Linked DNA regions of Zea mays: region 2 is linked to region 1. The links are chromatin contacts, called in public Hi-C maps. All regions are on one chromosome and are shown on one strand. The core of a region is the stretch at or near the end of the contact, and the rest is flanking DNA. Distances in the headings are between cores, read along the strand shown. Region 1 holds the start of LOC100382217 (peptidoglycan-binding LysM domain-containing protein). Region 2 holds the start of LOC103642876.

What was found. A called contact is a pair of places that touch in the nucleus more often than the background predicts.
Region 2: a Hi-C map of ear shows a contact between it and region 1, with 1.5 times the contacts expected there. The contact joins the promoter of LOC103642876 here to the promoter of LOC100382217 in region 1. A contact is called at or near these places in 2 of 25 Hi-C or Micro-C datasets (ear and leaf).

The regions. Positions count from the first base shown.
Region 1 is chr10:139,117,991-139,124,638 of Zm-B73-REFERENCE-NAM-5.0, forward strand. LOC100382217 (peptidoglycan-binding LysM domain-containing protein) reads right to left here and starts at 4,187. Exons shown (of 1, transcript NM_001174974.2): 1 at 3,314-4,187. The coding sequence starts at 4,000. The coding sequence ends at 3,608.
Region 2 is chr10:139,397,749-139,404,396 of Zm-B73-REFERENCE-NAM-5.0, forward strand. LOC103642876 reads right to left here and starts at 3,453. Exons shown (of 3, transcript XM_008666043.3): 1 at 3,331-3,453; 2 at 2,131-3,257; 3 at 2,035-2,049. The coding sequence starts at 3,448. The coding sequence ends at 2,035.

The DNA.
Region 1 (6,648 bases), core at 2,937-5,436:
ATATACAGTGCAAAAAACAATGCAGCGGCGCACTGGAAACATACTCCACGGCGCAGTAGGCCAGCAGAAAACTGTACTCTGCGAGTAGTACGGACATCTACGCTATCAGCACAAACCGCACACGTGTCGGCGCCTGGGTAGTTGGATGGGTAGTGGGAATAAAAAAGTGTGGGAAAAAATAATAGAATATGTGATAGTTGGTATAGGGTAGATATTTAGGGTGAATATGAACGTGGAGTATTGTAGGATAGAGTAGAGAATCTTGCTGACTAGGATGAAATATTCCTTTTAGAGTAGAAATCTAGGGTTCCATGAGTGCGGATAGCCTTACTACTCCTAGTTTAACACAGGAGTAGACCATTTTTACAAATGATGATGAGACAGAAAGCTACCAAGTCAGCATCGATAAGATGGCAGAGACAATGGTCGTTATGGAGATTCCAACAACCAACGATCCCTGTTTGGTTTTATTAGTCCTAAGACTAAAGTTTAATCAAAGGACTAATCTTTAGTCCCTACCCTGTTTTGTTCTAAAGACTAAACATGAGCTAAACATAGTTAAAGCAGTATACAAATACTAAAATGTCCTCACGCTTGCCCCTGCGGCTTATACAAACACTTGTGCATGCTTATGCAAACAAACCGAGCACGTGCTTATACAAACACCTGTGCGTGCTTATATTTCAAATGAGCAAATGAGTTTCAAATATTTCAAATGAGTATACAAATGAGAAGCAGCCACAAATATATTTCAAATATTCCAAATGTAGCTCGAGGGCAAGAGAGGAAATTTTGTTGTTTAGTCCCGTTTAGGAGTCCTCGGAGGGACTAGAGACTAAACTGATTGAGTCCCTCTATTAGTTCTTGTGTTTAGGGAATTAGAGACTAAAAAGAACTAAAAGGTAGAGACTAAACATTAGTCCTAGAGAACAGGGCCTAAGCCGGAAAGAAAACTACGAGGGGAGGCATAAGATCGCCCACACGTTCACGTGCTGCCCCAACAACTGCCAGTCGTACGCAACAGTAGAAACACGAGGCACGACTAGAATTATTGGTGATGTCTACAGGTACAGGCGTTACACAGACAGCCAATCATGCCTCCGATCCGAGCCACCAACGCAGCCTCCCCGTTGGAACACGCGGTTGACATGGCATCCGGATGCGATGAGTCACTGCTCGCTGTAAAATGACTCGTGAGACGGAGAGCACCGCGCACATCTCTTTCTTCTTCGGTTCTGGCGGAACGATTCTGTCTCTTTCCTACAGCTAGCTTGTACTAGAAACTATTTCCCGAATCCACGGATTTTCCATACCCATTCAGGTCTTGTTCGGTTGGATTGAACAGAATTGGAGATGATTAAATCTTTTACTAGTCAAATTTGAATAAGATATCCTATTTGCGCTGCTTTTGTGGTTATTCAAGACAAGCAATGCTCTGAAAAATATTTAATAAAATTCACAGGAAGCATAACTACAACCATAAAAACAAGTACAACCCTCTACTGACCGCCATAAATACAATCACAATGTGCTCAGCACAAACCATTAGACTCAAGCAAGAGAGAGATGACAGAGAAAGCAAGCAGCAAGAAAAATGGATTGAAAAAAAAGTATTCAGTTGTTCCACTAACCATCTCAAAGTGCTTTCTGGCATCCTTGGTCAGCACTTGGATCGATCGTTTTCTCGTGGTGTTGCAGTTCATTAATTCCCAGCTTCTTCTCTAGACTCATCCGAAGAAAAAGGGAAAATGTTAACAGAACATGAGCACAACACTCATGGGCTTCTGGCAATTGAGATTAAATGAGCAAAGGTTGACACAAATTTTTTTTTGCGACATCGGTACGGCCATAGCAGCAACGAACGTGTTACCACTAATTTGCCACTCACGGAGAAGATTATAGGTGTTGTTTGGTTCAAGAAATGTAACGCAAATGGTAATGATAATGATTTAGGTTTGATTACTGTCGGTAACAAATTTAAATAGACTGATATCAATTTTTAGTGTGGTATCTGATTACGGTTGGACTAAAACAAACATGATTTAACGTTATCAGTTACTCATTACGTTACAAATATGTGAACCAAACGGCACCATAGATCCCACACACACAAAAAAAAATAGTGAAGTACAGAATTGCAGTGGGATGGATATTTGGTTCCAGAAACTCTGTTGGTGACATCGTAAAATATTTTTCTGTCCAAATTCCAAGGATATAGCCTGCTAATTATTTCTTTAGCAATGCGTTCGCAATTGTGGGGGTATATGTACACACATGCAAACCCTATGAATCTTTTATGTAACTAATTTCCAACCATCATCAATGTAGTGTGCTGTAATACTCATGTAACCACTCGTTTCTGCACGAGTCCACATGTCAGATGCTATGCTAAACCGACCTGGTTGTTTATCAAATAATTGGTACAGCTCCAGCTTCTCGTCATCATAAATTATCACGCGATCATCTTTCAGGGAAGAATGCTAAACCAGTTCGAGTGAAGGTTGCGGATTATATACGAATGTTCTTGAGTGCAATAGCGTTCAGCCATGTAAAATGGGTAGCCACAGAATCGTTCTGGAGAAATCATATCACGGCTTCGCTGTTGATCAAAATCAAAAGTAGGAATACCCACCCCGTTAGCCCTTCCTTTTTCTCTGATGGCACAAGTTTTGGACAGACATCTATGTGATGCTTCATGGGACTTGTACCAGCCCTATTATACCAGTCACAAGCAGTAGTGAGCAGAGCAGTTTGGCAGTTCGGCCCATGCAATAGATAAGCCCATGCAAAATCACGCATTTACGAGTTTAGATACTACACTCTCGAACCCATATTTAGTGCTGAAAATTTGGTCGGTTTGGTCCGATCCGGCCTGAGTCCATCATTCCGGCCGGAGTCTCTCATGCTTCCGTCGGACCGAGAAGGCTCAAAAATTGAGCCCTATCCTTACCTTAGTAGGTAAAAACTCATCAGGTTTAGGCCATCTCTATTGCTACAAAGCAGTAAGCCATTCTTGGTCACACGAAAAGCACTTGTCACCTTGATGATACATAAAGGTGCACATACGATTTCCCCAGGTTTGAAACTAACCACTAGTAAGGTCCTGTTCATTTAATATGGATTAGCTGGAATAGTTGATGGTCTCAGAAGGGAAAGGCACCGCACGAGTGTGCCCAGATTTTTGGCCAACGGCATGCATGATTACTAAACCTCGTTGCATCGATATCCAAATCCTAAAGCCCGAGCAAAACTCGGCACACAAAAAGAGAATGCGTGAACTGCACAGCAAGGGAGAGTACGGAAAGTATACTTTCTTAACAAGTTAGTATTATGCACAGCTTATCTTTTTCCCATCTCCAAGAAGGTTGTCAAGATCGCAAGGACCAGTTTTGGAGCAAAGTGTAAAACCAAAAAAAAAAGGACCGAAGGAAACGAAGAACGCAAGGACCCTTTTGCGTCCATGTCCATCTCTGGCGTGGCGTGGCGCGCGCTACGCTACCCGTGCATGCAGTGCAGCAGCAGGTGCAGTGCAGTGCAGCAGAAACAGAACACGCGGCGGCGCCCCGACCCACGAGCGTCGGCTGTGAAGAGCAGAGAGCGGCGCTGGCTAGGTGTTCCTGGTGGGGCAGAGCGCGATGACGAGCCCCGGGAAGACGTCGTCGGGGTCGTGTATGTGCGGGTTGCGCTCCACGATGAAGGGGTCCCCGCACCGGTCGCTGATGCTGTGCAGCGTCTCGCCTTCCCCGACCACGTACACCTCCTCGCACGGCCGCGCCGCGGGGCCGCCCAGGCGCGGGCCCCGGAGCGCACGGTAGGCGCCGCCGCCGTCGCCGTCGCCGACGCCGTCGGTCTCGGCGCGGAGCGCGCCCAGCAGCACGAGCGCCACGAGCGCCACCGCGCACCACCACGAGGCCGCGTCCGCGAGCCGCGCGGCCGTCGCGCACAGCTCCGCCGCGCCGCCGCAGCGGCGCCGCCTGCTGCTCGCCTCCGCCTCGGCCATACAGGGGCGCCTTCCTGCCTGCTTTGGACTTTGGAAGTTGCGCTTGGCTTCGGGGGGCGAGCCGCCGGCGAGGGATTGATTTATCGAGCGCAGACAGAAGAAGAGAGCGGTGTGTGGCTTCTGGTTCTGGGCACGGACGTGGCGGTTTGGATTGGCGGACTTTCGGTGGCGGTTCGTTGAACGTGGGAGCCCCGCCCCCACACGAGCCTAACGCGCGCAGGCAGAGATAGAATGGTGTACTAGGACGGTTAGGCCCCGAGCGAGTAGTACGGTACCGTGTGCTAATTGCTGCGGGGGGCAGAGACGACGGGATGAATAGTCACGTCCGTTCCAAGTACAAGGTTGTTCAATGGTTACTAGGAACAGAACATGTTCAATGCAGCAGTTGAAAGAGTCGGCAACGGCCGATTGCAAATGATCTACTATGCATGATGAGTGTAGTGCTGAATTTTTCTCCTTTGCTTGATACCGAAGTATAGTTCAACAGTATTAAGTGGACGCCGCGGTGTCCGCTGGCCGTGCGACGTGGGAGGGGGAGTATTTAGGTTTGGGGCAAAGGGGGTGGGGGGGGGGGGGGGGGGGGGGGGGGGGGGTAGGGGACCTAAACACAGCACAAGCACTCAGCGTACCATTCGGTTAGGTTCTGTACGTATTCTCGTAGTCTCACACACACGTGTGGCGGTTGCGAACAGTTTGTGTGGCCGTCTTTACACGCGAGCCCAGGCGGCCCCGTCTCCGTCTCCTCTCCCTTGACGAGCGCCGTGCAAGAATCTACCCAAATCGTGGCCAGAATTGGCAAGGCATCCCGGGCATCCGTCGGGCGATGGGTGGGACTGGGAGCCAACCGGCATCGAGCCAACTCGTGTGGCCAAGCACGTTTCTGATGCGCCTCGCGCCCACGGCAACAGTTCAGTTCACCTAATAATCCTTATTCTTTGCAGCGTTTCCTGGCGTCAGCTTCCAGTTGTTTTCGCCCCCTTGTTGGCTTGGCGTGTCGTGGCCTCGGTCAATGCAGATGCAGCGCTGGAGAACAAACAAATCGCTGTTGGCTTGGCCCAAACCCTCCGAGACGGCATGGCATTCGCATGGCATGGCATGGGACTATGGGAGATAGCCAGAGAGACACCGGACGCGATGCGACATGATGTGGACGACAGGCAGGGATCGGCGCCGTGCCCGCCGTCCGCACTCTCGGCGTGCGTCTCGGCGAGGTCCGCGCTCCGGTCAGCGTCGACAGTGAGTACCGATGCCGAGGCTTGGCTGACAGCAACGTGTGGAGCTGGAGTCCAGTGATGCGCTCAGCGCTCGCGGCTCCCTGCACCGCGTATACGTTACGGGTAGGTAGGTTAGAATAGAACGCACATCCCCGGCCGGAACCTAAACCTGAACAAACCGCGACTTGTACTTCTTCTCAGGGATTCAGAGCTTCAGATGCCGGTAGCCTGTATTGCTGTATCCGGACGGCCTCTCACCCAACTCTCAACAAGAAACAGGTGGATCTGGACGTTTCATGAGCCGGCCGAAAAGGAGCCCCCACAAACACAAAGACGATGATTAATCAGCTGCAACAGAGGCTCTGTTTGGGCCAGCGATTACCACAGGATTTGCGGCGAAATCTGGGCGCCCGCAAGAAATTAATATTCTGTGGTTCAGGCTGGCAAGCTTAAGGAGAACGTCGCTGTGGCAGCTCACAAAACTGCTTTCTTGCCCGGTGGTAAATTGCAGTCGCCAAACTGAACTGCGTAGCAGAAAAGGATCCAACTACGTGTTCATGCACCGGCCCATAAAAGTGGGCCTATTTGTGTTTCTTTGCCTTAGAGCTAGAGTCCACGCTTGGCCCATATAGCCTAGTTGGTTGTCCAGGCACGCTTGGCCCATATAGCCTACTAGTACAGATTATTGGACGGGTGGCAGTAGGAACTAGGAAGTAGTAGCAAGTCGTTCTATACAATAGTACCACCGCGCTTACACATTATCTTTTTTTTATCAGGCGCGCACACATTATCAATACCACTGACAAGGACCGGGCATGAATTGGACGATCGATAACAACGTAGACACCCATCAACGAGGAACTGGCACCGTCGATTGCCAATCCGGATCGAAATAAGTGCGGCGTGCGGGCGCTAATCTTTCTGAAGCTGCGCCGCCGTTAGACTATACTGAACCGAAAAGAAAATCCAAACAGCTCTAACCGAAGCGCTCACATAGTTTTATTAGCTTATCCGTAGTTATAATAAGCGAAAAATAAGTCATACAGGCTAAGAGCATCTCCAAAAGACTAGCAAAATAACTTGTTAAGCCAAATTTTAGCTACTCAATAGTAAATTAAATCTCCAACAGACTAGCTATCTGACTCGCAAGTTATCTGACTCTATAATTGTCTCTCTCACTAGCTAAATTTGGCTAGCCAACTAACTAGTCAAACTAGATAGATAGTCTGTTAGACTCAGATGCTATATATAGAATGTAATATTTATGAAAACGTAAATAGATAGTTAAATAGAGAGAAAAAACGAAGAGTCTCTTGTAGATGCTTGTCGGGTACCATAAACCAACACTCCTAATCGTGGCTGTTAACACCCTCAGACCAACTAACGGGTGCGGTTCAAGTCAAGGCTTCGTCTACCCAAAGGATGCGACCTCGC
Region 2 (6,648 bases), core at 2,203-4,702, 280 kb after region 1:
CCACCACTCCGAGCAACTCTCTCTTCTTTGGGGGAGAAATGAGCATCAAGGAAAAGGACTTCATCCTTGGGGGAGAGAGTAAAAGCTCAAACGCAAAAGGACCGGATTTCGTCTTTGGTATAATCTTAACTCATTCATTTATGACCAAAGAGGAGGAACTTACTTCAAGGGCTCTAATGATTCCGTTTTTGGCGATTCATGCCAAAAAGGGGGAGAAATGAGCCCAAAGCAAAAGGACCGCACCACCACCACCAAATTCAAAAACTTAGTGCTTTCCAAAAGTCTTTATCATTTGGTATCCTATTGTGTTCAAAAGGGGGAGAAAGTAGTATTTCAAAAATGGTATATCAAAACCCTCTTGAACACTAAGAGGTGGATCTCTTTTAGGGGGAGTTTTGTTTAGTCAAAGGAAAAGCATTTGAAATAGGGGGAGACAATTTCAAATCTTGAAAATGCTTTGCAAACTCTTATTCATTTACCTTTGACTATTTGCAAAAGATCTTTGAAATGGATTTACAAAAAGAATTTGCAAAAACAAAACATGTGGTGCAAACGTGGTCCAAAATGTTATATAAGAAAGAAACATTCCTTGCATATCTTGTAAGTAGTTATATTGGCTTAATTCCAAGTAACCTTTTCACTTACCTTTTACAAACTAGTTCAATTATGCACTTCTCTATTTGCTTTGGTTTGTGTTGGCATCAATCACCAAAAAGGGGGAGATTGAAAGGGAATTAGGCTTACACCTAGTTCCTAAATAATTTTGGTGGTTGAATTGCCCAACACAAATCTTTGGACTAACTAGTTTGCCCAAGTGTATAGATTATACAGGTGTAAAAGGTTCACACTCAGCCAATAAAAAGACCAAGTTTTGGATTCAATAAAGGAGCAAAGGGGCAACCGAGGGCACCCCTGGTCTGGCGCACCGGACTGTCCGGTGTGCCATCGGACAGTGAACAGTACCTGTCCGGTGCGCTAGGGGACTCAGACTCAAACTCTTCACCCTCGGGATTTCTCGGAAGCCGGCGCGCTATAATTCACCGGACTGTCCGGTGTGCACCGGACATGTCCGGTGCTCCAAGGAAGCGCGGCCTCCGGAACTCGCCAGCCTCGGTTTCGCGTGGCAACCGCTCCGCTAAAATTCACCGGACTGTCCGGTGTGCACCGGACTGTCCGGTGTGCCAGCGGAGCAACGGCTCTCTTCGGCGCCAACGGCTCTCTGCGGTGCATTTAATGCGCGCGCAGCGCGCGCAGACGTCAGACTTGCCCATACCGGTGCACCGGACATCAAACAGTACATGTCCGGTGTGCACCGGACACTCAGGAGGGCCCACAAGTCAGAAGCTCCAACGGCTAGAATCCAACGGCAGTGATGACGTGGCAGGGGCACCGGACTGTCCGGTGTGCACCGGACTGTCCGGTGCGCCATCGAGCAGAAGCCTCCAGCCAATGGTCAAGTTTGGTGGTTGGGGCTATAAATACCCCAACCACCCCACCATTCATTGCATCCAAGTTTTCCACTTCTCAACTACTACAAGAGCTCTAGGCATTCAATTCTAGACACATTCAAAGAGATCAAATCCTCTCCAATTCCACACAAAACCCTAGTGACTAGAGAGAGTGATTTGCCGTGTTCATTTGAGCTCTTGCGCTTGGATTGCTTCTTTTCTTTCTCACTTGTTCTTAAGACTATAACTCCATTGTAATCAAGGCAAGAGGCACCAATTGTGTGGTGGCCCTTGCGGGGAAGTTTTGTTCCCGGCTTTGATTAGAGAAGAGAAGCTCACTCGGTCCGAGGGACCATTTGAGAGAGGGAAGGGTTGAAAGAGACCCGGCCTTTGTGGCCTCCTCAACGGGGAGTAGGTTTGCAAGAACCGAACCTCGGTAAAACAAATCTCCGTGTCTCTCTTGCTTATTCGCTTGGGATTTGTTTTGCGCCCTCTCTCTCGGACTCATTTATATTTCTAACGCTAACCCGGCTTGTAGTTGTGTTTATATTTGTAAAATTCAGTTTCGCCCTATTCACCCCCCCCTCTAGGCGACTATCACCTACAAAAATCAGTGATGAAATTAGAGGAATGTAACCATGAAAATGATGTGAGAAATTTGATAAAAAATTGTCTAAAATACCTCTTGCACTGCTGGAACTAGTTCTTGAATAGTTCTTGCATTCTTTTTGTATTGGATTGTTTGAATAGCTCGAAAAAAACCCAAGTCCAAGATGTTAAAATCAGGAGAATTTGGAGGTTGACAAATGATGCGAATATCAAAACCATCTTGCTTTGCAGCCTCACAAAACAATGGATCATCCAACTTTAAATGTGAAGGTGCATTGTCTTGTTGAATATAAATAGGATTTCTCACATCTTCCCTTGGCCACTTAGCTCTAATGGCCGGTAAGACTTTGTTAATCATGAATTCTCTAATAACATCTCTTGTGATACTTTGAATGGGCTTCATAACCATATCTCCCCTTACACGACCAATTATAGCATTTCCTCTTATAGCCGGTTCATAATTGACAAGAGGAAAACATCCAATTTTACCATCAAAAATGCACTGCCCATCTCTAAACCTCGGTCTAGCACAAACAGCGAGAAACATGAGCCTAGGGAAGTAGTTTTTGTTCTTGCAAGTCCTATGTGGATCATCTTCTTCGGGGAGCAAATAATATTTTTCAGACTTTTGGGATAGGTAGAACCATTTTTCATCAATGACAACGAAGTCAAAAAAATCCCTAAAGCTTGGATCACCATTCAACCCCCTCTTAATCATGTCAATACAAAACTTCAACCTAGTTTTTTTGTTTCCTTCAGTGAGAAAGGGCTTGATGCTACTAGAATGACGCCTAAGCAAACCTTGTTTCAAATACCTTAGCACCTTCCATTTACTCATGTTTAGCTTGGCACAAACATCCTCTAAGGTCATCCTATCCTTTAAAGGAATGTTACGCAAAACTTCCAAATCAATAGGAATTGCTTTACGACCAACTCTTCCCTTTTTTAGACTAGCAACCACAACCGGCACCGAGTTTGCAAGTTGTATTTTACCTCTGTTCCATACGCGCTGCACTGACCGAAGGTGGAGATCAAATTGGTTGGCAACAATTTGGGTATCTTTCTTGTGGAGTCTCCCGTTATTGCTTCTAGCCAACAACGCTTGGTACACTTGTTTCCTCATATCTTTTGTCATCTCTTTTCGTCGGTGGTTCTCTACAACCGCGCCAAACTCATCTAGAGGTAAGTTCAAATCAAAATCTGTCCAAAGGAAGCGTGAAACATGAGAGTTGACACAAAAAAATCTATCCAAAGATAGCGTGAAACACGTTACCGTTGCCATTTTCCAACAGCACATCGTTGAGGCCGAGCTCATTAGCATCATCCGGCTCCTGGAAGTCTTCATCGAGCTCATCTAAAGGAAGCTCATTTAGATCAAATGGAATGACCATGTGAGAGTGTGAGTGTTGCTAACTGCTTAGCTGCTTTAAATAGCAATCCAAGCATGCCAAACGGCGGCCAGCAGCGCGCGCTAGCAAAAAAAAAGAGCGCCAACATGCAGAACGCGAGCGCCAACAGGCAAAACAGTGCCCGCGCCAACATGCAAATAGTGCATGCAAGCCTCCAACGCGCCATGCAAAATGGGCAAAAAAAATGCGACATGCAAACAGTGCCAAGCCTCCAACGCGCCATGCAAAATGGGCAAAAAAAATATGCGCCAGACATGCAAACAGTGCCATGCAAGCCTTCAACGCGCCAATCATGTCCTAAACGACTACCTTTACTAAAGGCAAACAGGGAAAACTCCATGATAATTAATCACTCCTTGGTATGCACAATCATATCCTAAACGACTACTTTTACTGCACGGGAGCTAGTACATTGCAGCCAGCATGGTAAAAGTCATCTTTCGCCATGATACGGCAGTGACGGTTGATTGTCCTATACTCCTCCTATACAGGAGAAAGCGCAGCTTTTGCAACCACATCAGTACAGTAAGTACCACGGATAGCTTTCTGCTAAGGGCATCCGGCCGGCGGATGCGGTGCTGTTCCAAGTTCCAACGACCACTAGAAGGGCTGCCGGTAGGACCAGGAGCCCAGGACGCAGTGCAGGCTAGCTAGCCGTGTGAGTGGTGGGTATGATTGGAGACAGGACAGCGGAATCCTACGGACCGGAGGAGCCAGGACATGTTTGCTTTATGCAACATTGAACATCCTCATGTTCGATTGGCCGTGGTCACATTGTCTAGTCCTCGATTCACTGTGTGCATTAACTTTATGTTACGGAGCATGATGCAAAACAAATCATTTTATGGTCTTTTGGGTGTATCCACTCATACGCTAAAATACCTGTTTCCGGTCAGCCTAGATCGAAATCAGCCAGTATGAGTATAAATTATTTCCTCCGTCCAGAAATATTCGTCATTCTCAACCAGTCAAACAATTTTTTTATCTTTAACCATATTTATGTAAAAAATATATTAATATTTATAATACATAATTAGTATTATTAGATAGATCTTTGAATTTATTTTTACAGTAAAATTATTTGAAGGCACAAATGTTGCTAATATATTCAGTCAAATTTAAGAAAGTTTGACTAACACGAATACCATAGCAAGAAATATTTATGGACAGAGGGAGTAAATAAATGAGCACAACTAACAGTGGTAAGAGCGTCAATGGCTAGCTATTTCACTAGCTAGATTCACTCTCTCCTACGTGGATAGAAAATATGGGGAAAACAAGAATAGCTAGCGACGAGCAAATAGATAGGAGATTTCACGTATTCTAAGAAACTAAGTGTATTACGTGTGGGACTAAGTAACAGTGGTGAGATAAATTACTATTTTTATTATCCTCTCAGCTCCACATCAGCTAGCTATTTGAGAGAACCATTGTGGACGCCCTAATAGGCTTTAAATTGTACGCTATAAAAGTTTAAGAATCAGAGACGATTAAAGCTGAGCTCAATATGTATTTTTTTAAAATAAAATCAATTAAGAGCACAGTCGAATTGTGAATAAACATTTAAAACTCATTCTAATCCATTACCACCCTTGTTTGCGTGTTTGTGAAGTTGTGACTTGTGAGCCAAATCTCCTTTATTAAAACCTGAAGGGGTTTCAAGCCCTGTCCGCGCTTCACGGGCCGCTCGGTTGTGACTCCACGACGCGTGCCACAGGTACGGTCCCGAGTTTTTATGTGAGCCTTCGTGTTCTATCACTTCCCACTTCTCCCATCTCTAGATCTCGGTCCCACTCATCGTTGGTGCGTCACTTCCGTCGCAGCCCTGGTGTCGCCGCTCCTCTCCCTATTCTGCATCTACTGGATCTCGCCACCGTAGCCGCCTGCCCCGGCAGCAAAGTCCCTGGAGCCAACGGCGGTGAGGCAGCCACGTCGATGTCGCGGCCGTCGACGTGCTCCTCTACCCTGCCCGATCCCTTCCCCTTTCATCTTCACCCGTCCAAGCCTGGTCGGAGCCACTGCTGAAGCTAGAGCGCAACCTCTGGATCCTCAGCCCCTGGATCTTGCTCTCACCACACCACCCCTGCGCCCCGACAATGGCGACTCGCTGGCAGCACCGCCATAGATTCCTGCTGGCCCCGCTCCTGCTCTCCCTCCTGGCCGCAACCGCGTAAGGCCAGCTCATCTCTGGTGGCGGCCCATCCACGCCGCTCCTCTCAGTGATCTGCCTCTCGGGCTCCCGGCTGGCCACGGGTGCGGCGGCGACCAGGGAGAGGTGCGAGCAGTCCTATGGCTTCCTCCCCTACACCACCACCGTCCTCGGGAACCTCTTCCTCGTGCTAGAGTACGCCTTCGTCATGTACAAGGTGACCATGTACCTATCGGCGGGGAGTGAGCTGCTGCTCGAGATCATGGGGGTCGGCCTCGTCGGTGGACTCCTCCTCCCCATCCTCAGCGCCCTCCCCGACGCTCTCCTCATGGTCAGTTCCCTCTTCGTTCTCTCGACTCATTTTGTGCTTTGCTTTGATAAATCGTCAAACATTCGGTTGCCGGCTCCATGGTTCGAGTCCCTCTAGAGCTTGCTTCCTTCACACTTTTAATGTAGAAAGGGTCGTCGAACTGCTTTTGCGATTGGCAGGGCCACAGGGCAAAAGCAATCGTAGTGGTGAGGGTCTGATTGGAGTTGAAAACATGTTTTCACTTTCATTTCTTTAACGCTTTCCTGTTACATGCCCCTATTTCAAAGATCTGATGCTTCTAGCAGTCTAATTTGCTTTGACATATGATCGAAGTATAAACTTTTGGTTATTCTTTTTTACGAAGCCCTAGATCGAACAAGCCCCTACCAAACAGGTATTAAACAAATGGTTTTGGTGAAGAAAAGGCGGGATCAGAGCTATTTTCCTACCATGAAGATGGAGCCATGAAAATGTGGCGTTTTCATCTCCTTGACATGACAGATATTATAACAAAACTCGGATACAAGCCTTTTGCCTAATGTTTTGTAAGACGACTTCAATTCTATAAAAAACTGCTTCACAAGAGGATCCATACCTAGAGTCACATTTAGAAGGCAATGTCTTACCAAATTGGCCCTTAAATCAAAGTCATGAGGATAAAACCATGAATTTTATATTGTTTCAAAGGTCCCTAGATCGTAAATAGAGGTATAGAACCATAAC